Linked DNA regions of Triticum aestivum: all the other regions are linked to region 2. Evidence: chromatin contacts called from public Hi-C data. All regions are on one chromosome and are shown on one strand. The core of a region is the stretch at or near the end of the contact, and the rest is flanking DNA. Distances in the headings are between cores, read along the strand shown.

What was found. Hi-C and Micro-C count contacts between places; a contact is called where the count stands out from the background.
Region 1: a contact with region 2 is called in a Hi-C map of leaf, with 4 times the contacts expected there. The contact joins the promoter of LOC123163884 here to the enhancer-like site in region 2. A contact is called at or near these places in 3 of 5 Hi-C or Micro-C datasets (all in leaf).
Region 3: a Hi-C map of leaf shows a contact between it and region 2, with 6 times the contacts expected there. The contact joins the promoter of LOC123164703 here to the enhancer-like site in region 2. A contact is called at or near these places in 2 of 5 Hi-C or Micro-C datasets (both in leaf).

The regions. Positions count from the first base shown.
Region 1 is chr7D:487,040,534-487,044,518 of IWGSC CS RefSeq v2.1, reverse strand. LOC123163884 (glucan endo-1,3-beta-glucosidase 14) reads right to left here and starts at 1,415. Exons shown (of 3, transcript XM_044581287.1): 1 at 527-1,415; 2 at 1-360. The coding sequence starts at 740.
Region 2 is chr7D:487,263,727-487,268,182 of IWGSC CS RefSeq v2.1, reverse strand. No RefSeq gene overlaps it. Among protein-coding and RNA genes, the nearest start is that of LOC123164703, 200 kb to the left of the region's middle. Within about 2 kb of position 1,697, at least 6 of the 8 cell types and tissues checked have an H3K27ac peak or open chromatin away from gene starts, as enhancers often do. A contact at or near this core is called in leaf, where this site is marked.
Region 3 is chr7D:487,460,907-487,464,888 of IWGSC CS RefSeq v2.1, reverse strand. It overlaps LOC123164703 (phosphatidylcholine:diacylglycerol cholinephosphotransferase 1), which reads right to left and starts at 2,717. Exons shown (of 2, transcript XM_044582256.1): 1 at 2,168-2,717; 2 at 701-1,333. The coding sequence starts at 2,572. The coding sequence ends at 854. LOC123164702 (phosphatidylinositol/phosphatidylcholine transfer protein SFH2) reads left to right here. Exons shown (of 11, transcript XM_044582254.1): 11 at 20-656. The coding sequence ends at 304.

The DNA of each region.
Region 1 (3,985 bases), core at 166-2,665, 220 kb after region 2:
CGAGCGGAGCGGCCAAGCTCGGATCGCCTCCCAGCACCTCATTCCCCACAGTGATTCCAACAATGCGTGTCTGAGAAATGTAAGGCTGCACGTTCTCATTCAGCCAGTCAATCGCGACGCTCTCATTTGCAGCAAAAGCATTCAGCAACCCATTGTGGACAGCAATGACCAGGTTGAGCCCTGTCCCTTTGAACGCGTCGAGCACAGTGTGATCTTCATTATATATCTTGACATTCCTTATCTTGGACCTCCTGAGGAGCTCCACCACCTTGTCCGGAGACGGGAGGTTGTTCGCTATTCTCCCGTAGTTTATCCCGTATCCCCCGACAAACGCGTCAGCGGGTCGATTGTGACGATGACCTGGTAAACAGCAAGCACCAACAGTCAAATCTCAGTTTGTGACACCAGAGCCGGTGGTAATTTTGTTGCAAAAGCCTTGCTCAAGTAGACAATAAACTTGATGTATGAATTCTATGATCTAGACAAAACAACACTGAATTGAATTGGATAAAAAAACACGGCGTACCATGTGAGGGGGACGTGAGGAGGAGGCAACAGAAGAGCAGCAGCATCCAGTGAGCGCACCGGCGCCGACCCATGACCACCGTCATAGCAGGCCCGCCGCAATTGGCCGATCCGGAGCAAGAACGAAGCAGAAGACGGGCACCAGAGTGACAAGCAGCGTCAGAAGGGCAGGCAAGCCGTGCCGTGCTCGGCAATTTGGTTCCAGGCCGTGGCATGGAGTCGGGGCGGCAACTTCCATAGACGGGCTGGGGCGGCCACTCCGAGGCCGGGCACCGGCGGCTGCTCCCCCCTGGCCCCCGAGCAATCTTGGCAGCCTTCCTCCTCACCGGCACCGGCGCCGCAGTAGCACAGGAGCAGGACGGCGAACTTGCCAAGAACGGAGAAAGAATCCGCAAGAACAACACCAACCAATCCGCCGGAACCCAGTCGAGGGCAAGAAGGAATCTCGGCTGCACCCAGTGGCACGTACCAGGCGCTCCGGCTCTACTCTACTCTAGTCGCACCGGGGAGCAGAGTGCCTAGCCCAGTGCAAGTGGCGCCCTTTTCTCCAGGCGAACATCTGCTTCGGCGGGGGGTTAATAAGGGTTTGTTTGCTTAGCGACGAGGAGATCGGAAAAAGTTGGGAGACGAGACGAGGCGAGGCGGGGCGGGGTGGGACGAGGTGGATTGGCGACCCGACGAAGGGGACGCGGCGGAGGAGGGGACGGAGGGTCACGCCGCCGGCCCCGCGTCGCAGCCCGGATTCGCCACCGCAACGGCCGGGAGGGAGGGGGGAGAGGAAAGAGGGTTTCCGTCCGGGGTGTTTGATTTTTGAAACGGAAGGGGAGGAGGCCAGAGGGGGGTTAACCGGGGCCGGCGGCGGTGGTGGTGTGGTGTGGTGCTCTGTGCGTGCGCGTCTGTCGTGGACGGTGGTGGACGCGTCTACTAGTCCTTTTGCGGGTCTTTTGCAGATTGCCCCTTCGAGTGTGCCGCGCGTCGCATTTCTCATCTGTGGTCGCCTCACATTTCTGAGGATCGGTCAGTCATGCGGTTTTCCCTTTTCTTTTCTTGGGGAATTATGCGTTATTTTTATTTCTCTCCTCTTTTAGAATCTGATTTTTCTGTAATTTTCTAAACACAGTACAATCACAGATGCTCCATGCATGCACATATACTCATAAGCCCGCTTCACCTGTATAATGTTGGCATGGTTTTAGCCTTTTAGGTGAAATGTCTTATGAAATGTGTGCGCTTATGAAGAGGACGTGGGTTCAAACTTCACCAAGAACACGATGTATTTTTGCGGGGAATATTACCGTGATCGGTATTGTTATGTGTACTTACAGAAAGTTGTAAGATGCATATATAATCCCCGATGGGGTCCATTGCTGCGACATGTGGAGCTAGTTGATCATTTCATTATATATTTTTTGTCTAACAGCATTTTACATAAAAAAATAAAGTTGCAACGCGGATGCAACTAGAGCTTACAGTTCGAAGAGAAACAGCGACTTTTTTTGTAATGCTTCTGTCAAAAAATAAAGTACATAGGTAACCAACTCGATGACGTGTTGATCAACTAATTAAAGGTCAGTGATCGTGTGGCCAGTACCACCTTTTTTTCTGTTTCTTTGGTGTTTCTACTTTGTGCTATATGCTCACCTTTTTTTGCAAGGCCTTCTTTTTAGATGTAAGTTGCCATCCCGTGGTGAGGTGGTGCTTTTAAGCTGTGGGCTGTGGTCATCACATTCACACACCTAAAGTTCCTTCTCAACAAGTGGCTTTGCAACTAAAGACTTGCTGATTGGCTTAACATTGAAAAGGATACAAATGAGAAAAAATATATGAATATTCCCGTCCTTTCCCATTCACCAATACAGGACACTTTCTCCAGTGTCTATTGAACCCCAAGAGTTCGTCTTAAAACGTCTTTTCCTAGTAGGATGGGAATTTATTTTATTTTATCGTTTCAAGGAGTATCGTAAAATGTCGATTTGTATATTACAGATACGGCCATAGAGTATAGTGTTCTTTTTTTTCTTTGAAGCGAAAGCTTTATCCATTGAAGATATGCTTACAATCCAATTTGAGGAGCTCATCGATGCAAGTTAAACCGGGATGCCAATCGTCAAACTGTGGGGTGGACATGCATCTTGCCGGCTGAGCTCTTTGGTGAGCAACCAAAATCACAACCTCTCGAGACCTCGGTAGCGGATGCCCTCTTCTCGTTTGTATGTGTTACTCCCTTCGTCCCAAAATTCTTGTCTTATATTTGTCTAGATACGGATGTATCAAGTCACATTTTAGTATTAGATACATTCGTATCTAGACAAATCTAAGATAAGAATTTTGAGACGGAGGGAGTACTTTTTTCTCTAGGGTAGTTCGTGTGCGTGACTGTGATGTCTACGTGGGTAGCCAGGTCATCTTGGGCCCTGTGTACAATCGTGCTTGATGATCGTAGCCTTGTGGACCGGCTTTCCTTTTGCTAATTAACTGGTCAATTCTTCTCTTCGGTAATAAAAATGACAGGTTTTTTCTTTTATCATGTTTCGAAACAAAACAACCTCTCCTACGAGTACCTTTTTGTGCGAAAACATAAAACAGAATATCAGGAGAGCTCGGGGGCGGAACTGAAAAGACGAGAAGCACCACGCGTTTGGTCCTCCGCTCATCCTGCGTATCAGCTGCAGCTGCAGGCCGACCAGTGTAGTGTGGCTGCGTACGTAAGCAGTCGTAGAAACCCTAGCTAGCTAGCTAGTCGACCGGCACAGGCCGGCTGTTTTGTTTGATGCCTTGACAGCGACCATATTCTGCCTTTGCATTTGCACCGTACCGCAACGCAAATAAAGCTTTCGCCACGCCCACACGGTCACGGAGGGAGGACCCGGACGTGACGTCGACACGATCACGTTGGAATCAGCAGTGGCATGGGGCGCGCCCTTTGTGCCAGAGAAAGGGATTCTGGGTCGTCCTCCGCGGTCATGGAGGAAGGTACAGTAGCAGTAGGGAATCAATCATCACGGCGTGATCGTCAAGATGAGGGGGCGGCAAAATTTGTGTTTTTCGCCCTTTTACGAAACTTGTTCGAGATCTGACCCTGCTTTGCAAAAATTTCAGGATCCGACCCTTTTCTTACCGCCAAGGCCCCTTGCGGTAGGGTATAACAGCCTACCTCCAAAGCCCCTGACGGTAGGGTTGCATTTTTTTCTAAGTATGAAACGCAGTGCATGCTCGCACCTACCGCCGGGTACCTCGGCGGTAAGGGTGTACAGGCTACCATCAGTCTGTTTGGCGGTAGAGGTGTTTCCTACCACCAGGGGCCTTGACGGTAAGAAAGGATCAGATCCCGAATTTTTTGCAAAGCAGGATCAGATCTCGAACAAGAAATCTAGCCTGACGGGGCTTCCATCCTCTCCGTGGTGACGGAGAAATGGTCGTGTCTTGTATTTCTTTTGGGATTCATGCGGGTGTGTGGATT
Region 2 (4,456 bases), core at 448-2,947:
CTTTTGGATCGTATCCCATCGGTTTTGTCAGAGATTTGAGAGTAAGATTTGTACTCTGTTCAGGATGAGATCTAGAACGCTCCTTGATGCGCTTTCAATACGGCCGCCGATTGATCTTTCCCTGTGATCGCATCAAGAGAGGTATCTTGTCATGCCAGGACAAGCACAACATCCTCATCAGGCTTAAAGTTGCTTCATCGAATTGGCTTCTTCTTCGATGAGCCGGTGGGCTAGAATTGATCAAATTTCGTATCATGGGCGGACTGGTGATCGAAAAGTGACAAAGCACCATCGAGATCAACATTATTTGCCCGGGACTAACCCATCATCACATTGAGAAATGATGAGTCGTTGAAGGTCAATCCCTCCAAATTCAGAAAAAAAAACACCGCTAAATCGTATACATTGCATAGCTGCCAACGAATTTTCATGGTCACCTTGCATTCGATCAAACAAAAATTGAATACAAGGCGCATGATTGCTTGGTATACATCGCCATCGTGTCTGCTGTGACGCACGACTGGGAAGGCATCTCAGTTTCGTCTACCTCCGGGACAAAGCGAGGTGGGGGTGGGCCACGAGCACCTAGGTTCCCCATCTTCTTCTTCCGTCCCTTTGGCACCTACTAGGGGAGGTGGCCACCTCCACGCAACGTCGTAGGTTTTGACACCTCTTTGGCGGCAACATGGATGAGATGTTGGCCTAGGCGGTGATGGCATGCCGTCGGAGGCGCGGAAGCCATAGGAGGTCTGTCGATGGAGCCTCAGGAGGCGTGGGGGCTGACTAAAAAATGATTGATTTAGACGCGGGGGTTGAGGCGGCGTTCATGACATCGTCAACGAGGATTGGGGATGGCCGGAAGCGGTAGAAGGCGGTAATACGGTGAGGGAGAGGAGGCGACAAAAGGAGTGGGGGTGGGGGGGGGGGCGAAGTCGTTTTTCGGATGGTATGCAGTCCAAATATCCCCCACAAACACAAAAATATGAAGGATCGCGGGCTTGATGTGGAGAGCACTCCATAAATTATGTCAAACGAGGATGAAATGACAGCTCCGTTAGAGTGATCTTTTCGGCTAAAATCATCATGTCTATGGTTATTATAACGATGTCAATACGAGACCCCGACAGAGTTGCTCTTACGGTGTGTAAAGAGGTGTGACAGTCCCCCGAAACTCGAAGATATTTCCGAGAGCATTTTCGACGCAGAGGCATTGGCCGGGTTCCTTTCGGTGCTCGGTCGGATCAATGCCTAGGCGCCGAGTGAGCTGAACCTGGCCCGACATTCGCCTAAGGCCGAAAAAGCCGCTCAGATCCCCGGAGTTGAAGTAATGGCCGGCTTACCTCAACTGTAAGTAACACGTAATCAAGAGGGGGCGGTCACGGCAACTAAAGCTGGTAAGCAATACGCGGAACTTGCATCAACCAAGTTTCCGTTCCGAGCAACGTCACGCACGCGCAAGGAGAAAGTAAAGCACCACCGCCAGCCCAAATCCCTGGGGACGCCGTACTGTCCTCGAAGACGTGAGTGCTGAGCCGACGCTGCCGGGACGTGGCTGAGACAGCACCAGCACGGCCTGGCAAGTGGTGACCTATAGCAGCTGGACACAAACGCACGCAGTACTCTCGACACCAACCAGTGCATCTAGCGGTCCAGCACGATACTTTGTCCTCCCTGGCTGATGTCGCGGGTCGTCACGGGGTCGGCGTGGGCTCATTTCCATCATCTTTCCTGGATGAACGAGACATCTCATGGCGGTGCAGAGTGGACACCACTGTTCCTTTCCTTTTTTCTGAGGCAATCTTTTTTTATTTTGAGAAATCTTTTTTTGAGGCAATCTTTTTTTTTTGTTGAGAAATGGACACCACTGTTCCTTTCTTAATTTGCGTGAGCCCTCTCTTGCTTCCGGCTGATCCACGAACTCCTAGCCCAGCACCATGCGCGCCACATGAGCGAAGTGGCCCGCGCACCCAATTCTGCTACTCGCCCGCCCCACCTGGGAATTTCCTATTGGATCCTCACTTTTCGCACAGGCAAATGTGGCCCAGCCCATTTACGTTATAATCGATCACGGTCTTGCGAAACGTTCCTTGTCCGGCTTTTCCCGATTTGGAGAACTTTTTAGTTTTTTTGTTTCCTTTAGCTTTTTAAATTACAATTTTAAAAAAATATTCAAAAATTCCTAAATTCAAAAAGTGTCGAAATTTTAAGAGTATTTGCATTTTTATAAAATTGTTACCAATGTCCAAATTTCTACAAAAATTTCAAAAAATCGAATTTAAAAACTTGCTCGTGTGTTCAATTTTATTTATTTATAAAAATTTTAAAAGGATAAAAATTATTTATAATTTGATTTTTTACTTTTTAATACGAAATGTACATTTTTAGTGTATAAGAAAAATGTTTCTATGCACGTTGAACATTTACTAAAGAGATGATGTACATTATTCTTAAATACATGTTTGAACTTTTTTTCAAATATAGGTGGAACATTTTTTAATGCTAATAAAGATTTTTTTTAATATGTGAACATGTTTTTACATTTGACATTTTTTTAAAACAGGTGAATATTTCTTTGAAATGCCAAGTGCAATTTTTTGAATGCTACAAAATATTTTACTTATACAACGGGAATTTTTTAAATAATCATTTTTTTGAAAATTCATCAACGCTTTTTAATCACGTGAATATTTCATTGAAATGCCATGTACAGTTTTTTCAGTGGTACAAAATATTTTACTTATACTGTGCAAACATTTTTTTTCTATAATCATTAAAAATCATGAATATTGTTTTTTGAAAATGTCACCTTCATTTTGTTTGAATAGTATGAAACCTTTTTAAAAATTATATGAACTTTTTTTACATTGTATAAGCATTTTTTGTAAATGGCACTAACATTTTTTTCATAGTATCTAGACATTATTTGAATGTTACAATCATTTTTTTTCAAAATGCTATCATTTTTTAAAAAGTTACATGAACATTTTTTTAACACCGCACAAACATTTTTTTGAAACTTAATTAATTGTTTCTAGAATATATGTATTTATAATATTTTTTAAATAAAAACAAAAGTAGAATAGAAGAAGATAAAACAAGAGGAAAAACTAAACCGAGTGAAGAAAAGAACAAATCCTCTACTTCGTTGGCCCACCAGGGGGAGTTCCTGTAGGCAACGCGGTCTTCTCACATAAAGCGAGGCATAGACTTTCCCGCGAGAAGGCATGGACTGCAAAATGCTTGATCTCTCTCTGCATGGTCCTACCATTTTCTTTTTTCTTCTTTATTTACTGAAACCACAACGTTAGTGCAACTTATAACAAGTAATCACAACCTTTCATTGTCAAAAAAAGTAACCACAACCTTTCGATTTGTGAAGGAAAACCATAATTATTCACCTACTCTTCAAGAACAAGCCCCAAATATGGTGATTTAGCCCGTTTAATAGTAATCCAACTGGTCAAGGCCACCTGTAAGTGCCAACATAGTAAAAAATGAGAACATGATGGACCCTGCATCATTAAACATAGTCCTGATGAAGAGGCGTTGGCATGGACCCTGTCCCAGGATCCTCGTTCGTGGCAGCCGTGGCAACGTGGAGAAGCTTGGCAAATGAGCGATTAGGGTGTTGGAATCCAGACGATAGGAGAGGGTAGTGTCAGGGAGTGCATATTTAAAAAGTGCACTGAGTGAAGGGAGTATCGTGGACTAGCGGCGGAGACGGGAGATAGGACAGGCGAATATTTTGGAGGCGCATGGAACCGGGCTTGGTGATAGGATCACAACACAATCAACACATATGCTCGCGGATTAACTCGAATTCATCACTCACAAAATACCCCGATTTGGTAATTTGATACAAGTTTCAGAGATCAACTCAGTCTACTATAGTTCTAGGGTTCTAGGGTTATCCTATTACAATTTGGAGAAGAAGATACCGGGAGTTTATAGAGGAGAGAGAGAGAGAGAGATCATGAAAAGTAAACTAAAGCACTGCTAGTTCACTGTACCATTCAAGAGAATGGCGGCAACAACGTGAAAGTAAATAGGGGAGCCCTTGGTCAATATTAGTTGTTGATCGCCCTTTACTCAAAGAAATCATAGGCGTCCATCCATTGATCATATTTGTTCATCTCTCTCTCTCCTCCATGGTGTTGAATTCTTTAGAGTTTAGAATTCAAAGTTTCGATGCTTGGACCAACGCTATTGCTAGAGCGGCGGTAGGAGACTACATTGTGTTGTTGCAAGGACGGCGAGGGGATGGGGTACCGGTGGCCACTGGACAATTCATGGAGCTAGTGCTGGTTGATGTTGTAGACCTGAAGTTAGCGGTGCGGTGGAGCAAGAGGACTTAGCTGTCACCTTCTAATGAGGAGGAGGGGACGACATGGCCTTATGGATGTGCTGGTTGTGTTAGCCGCTATTTTGTAGCAGCTACCGCAGTTAGTCATGATGG
Region 3 (3,982 bases), core at 1,468-3,967, 200 kb before region 2:
ATTTATTTGGACTATGCAGATTATGGACCATTTGTCCATCCCCCATTTCTGTCGACGCGAGGGTTCATCAAAAGCTTCGTTGAGCAGCGTCGATGACTGCTTCTCGCTCGACCACCCTTTCCACCAAGAGCTCTATCATTACATCGAGCAGCAGGCGTTGAACCAGGAGCTCATCAAGCAGGGTTCTTTGCATGTAGACATCCCCGACCAAGACCCCGATGATGCCATGATTGTGGAGGTCATCCAGGCCGAGTTTCACAAGCTCGGTGAACAGAATGGGTCTGCTGATGGCGACCATAAATAACGGTGTTCGTGTAAGATGTCAGCGGCTTGGCACAATAGATGTGTGTTGCTGTGATGAAACTGATGATCCATTTCGGTGTTTGCGATGTTTGCTTGACCAGCCTGCTGTTGTTTGTGGGGTAACCAGTTCCATGGCGCAAGACTGAGGTAGAAGAAGCAACCGATGTATACTAGATAGAAATAACCAACGATTCACCTGTTGTATACTTTGGCAATGTACTGTCATATGTATGTCCTCTAAGCTAGGAGTAAACCATCCTGTAACATGGATGCAAAAATAATCTTGAGAGTACCATCCTTCAATCAGAAATAAATGGTGCATCTTGACCTTTGCCATCTGTTACCACTTGCCACCTCGCAGCTTGGTTCCTGTGCTGATTCCTGTCTTGTGATGTACTTTAAGCTTCTGAATTCTGATACTTGCATTTCAGAAGATGTTGCAACTTACATAGGACAAATACAGTTACACAATTACATATCAGTAAGTAGCATTCTAAAAAATGACTTGGATCATGTCCAGTCCACTGCAATTCCACAGCCATTGATGGGCCTATGATGTAAGCTTCTGTGAGACGAGAGCCTTCTGGCAGCTGCTGCAGCAACGGTTGTCGCCGCTGTCGATGTTCTTGCTGTCCAGGTACCAGCCGGCAAGCATGTCGAAGACGAGACCAGCGCCGACGCCGACGGCCAGGTCAATGGTGTAATGCCCTCTGCACGCAAGCAGCCTGACGAACTGCAGCAAGTTGAGTGTGTCGTAGAGCACCGCCAGCCTGCGCCGTCCCACGCGGCGCATGTCGATGGACGCGATCACCGCGCCGGCGACGTGCCCGGAGTAGAAGAGGAAGAAGGACACGTTCCCCACGGGGAAGTCCATGCCGGAGCCCAAGAACTCCGCCGGCAGGGGCAGCTGCGTGGAGCAGCCGAGCAGGCCGCGGCAGGTGAACATCATGAGCGTGGCGATGGCGGCACGCGGCCGCTGCTCGGCGAGGACGGCCCACAGGATGTATGCGGCCTGCATCGCCACGAACACCTGCACATGACAAGATCGCACGTCACATTCAGGATGGATTCCGTCATGGCAACACTAACAACTAGTGGCAATTGGAGCGGGGAACGGGTAGCTATCTAGCCAGATGCAGTATCTTATCAGGAAATCCATGGGTATGTGAAGAATGCATGACGATGATATTCTTGATCTTATCGGTTCTGGGTGAGCCAAGCCACCAAACACCGTTCGTCGGGTCATCCAAATAAAACACCATTCGTCAGTTTCTTGCATTTTGGGATACCAGCTACTTTTGCTCCCCTCATCACCAGGAGCGACAATTCACAAATATTCACTTGTTGTCACAGTACCAGAGGCTATACATCATCATTCCTATAATTAAAGCGATAGATGTTGATGTGCAACTGCCAGCGACGCGTATTAAATTTCTAACCAATTGTAAATATGGGGGTACTAGTAGTGCTCAAACTGGGATTAGACTGCTGCGTGGACAGCACGCGTGAAAGTTCTCAAGAAAAAATGTAGACACAGGAAGACAAATGTGACACAAATTCCACCTAGAAAAACATGAAAAGGTAAACAAACTCTGCACGAGAAGACATATGGTCATGTGAAAGTTGTGAGATGTTGGTGTCGTCTAGTGTCTAGTTTCCACTTTCTGGTGTGAGTGGCTACAATGTAGCCCGTTCTGCTCAACCGAAAGCGCGGGTTGCCTTCACGTTTGATCAATGAGAGGGTAACATTGGCAGGTCAAAAGTGAAAGGTAAAAAATGCTGGGAATTACTGGAGCAGATTAGATCGGCAGGAGCTAGGTTCATTCGCCGATCGGATCTAGGCAAGACAGGAAAGTGCGCTCACCGTGTTGAGCGCGGCGAGGAGCGAGTTGAGCCAGGGCCGGGCGGCGATCCCGGCGTGCATGGCGGCGGTGGCGTGGAAGCCGAGGTCGAGCGGCGGCGCGGCGGCGGGGATCATGGGGATGGTGTACTCCACGCCCATGAAGAGCAGCAGCCCGCACGCGAACAGCACCGGCAGCGGGTGCCGCCGCAGGATGCCGGCCACCCCGGCAGGCGACAGCCAGTCCATCGGCCTCCTCCCGCCCGCCAGCCTCTCGCCGCCGTCCCCCATCGCGGCCCCGTCGGCCGGCAGCGGGTGGACCTTCTTGCCCTTGCCCGCGCGGCGGCGCGCGACCGGCGCCGCGTGGCCGTTCGCGGCGGAGGCGGCGGCGGCCCTGTCGTTCGCGGCGGTCAGGCTGGGCGGCGGCATGCGCGCGAGGACGCGTCGGCTGGCGCGTGGGCGGTGGGCCGTTTTCAGCGCGGGTGCGCGTGCGCGCGCGTGACGCGGTCGGTGGTGGGAATTTTCTCTTTTCCTTCGTCCGATTGGATTGGTGGATTTCCCACCTTGAGATTCGCGGTGCTTTTGTAAGCGTTTTTTTCAGCCGACGGCTGCGGCGCGTGGCGGAGGTCCCGAGGGGAGAGGGAGGCGGGTGTTTAATGCTCCCGGCGGTTTTAAGATGGACGCCGGATTCTCCATTTCTCCTCTTTTAGGCAAATAAAAAATGCGACTTATTCATCTTGCATTTTAAAGCGAATACGACTTTATCAGACTTTAACAAAATCTGGTGGTTGATCCTGCATACTACAGCATCAGACCTCTGAGAGCATCTACAACCAGATTGAGCAAATCCGCTCCCGCAAACGTCCGCGAACACGCCCAGGGTTATGGCTCGGGCATTTAAGGTTTGTTTGAGGCGTCCGGCTGGGTCGAAATTTCTTGACCGACCAGTGACTGGGCGGCCCGCTCGGACGTTTGAGGGGGTTTGAAATGTCTTGTTGTAGATGTGTCAGGACCCCGATTCCAAGTCACATCTATCTAGCCGGTAACACCTCATATCACTTTGCGGCCTCACGCACGATATTCCCACGGGTGTCGCCTTACCATGGCCCGGGACCGTTTGCGTCTTTTGACTCACGTATATGATAGTGTCGCTAGCATCCATATGACAGAGAACCCGGGCCGACATGACTAGTCGTGAGCCCAAAGTGGCACTAACTTACGGGGACAGGCATACATGAATCAACATCGAGCATGTCGGTGAGCAGCGTGTGAATCCGGGCTGTAGCACTGGGCTAACAGGACTCCGGGAACCCGGGCTGTAGCAGGCTAGGCAGGACTCCGGATGTCACCGCGTGACATTTCCCCGAAGGGACAGACACAGGAACGAAGTGAATCACATGCCGGCCAGTCAAGTGTTCCGGAGCAGTAGTGCTGGGCTAGCAGGACTCCGGTGAACCGGCTGTAGCGGACTACTATGGCTCATGGAAGCACAAGACTACATTTCCCCATAAGAGAGGCTACCAAGGATAAACAACTAGGTTGTCGGATCCCACACATACCAAGCATTTCAATCATACAGACAATATGCTCGATATGTGCAAATACAACATGGCATCACAACAAGACTCTACGACTCAGAGTATTTATTCATTAGGCTCCGAAGAGCCAGATATTACAAACATGAGTCTCATGACCCAACATTCAGAGCATACAAGTCAAACACATGCGGAAGCTTAACATGTCTGAGTACAGACATCTACAAATGAAAAAGGCTGAGAAGCCTGACTATCTACCAGATCCTGCCGAGGGCACAAGATCGTAGCTGAGGTATCAAGCTAA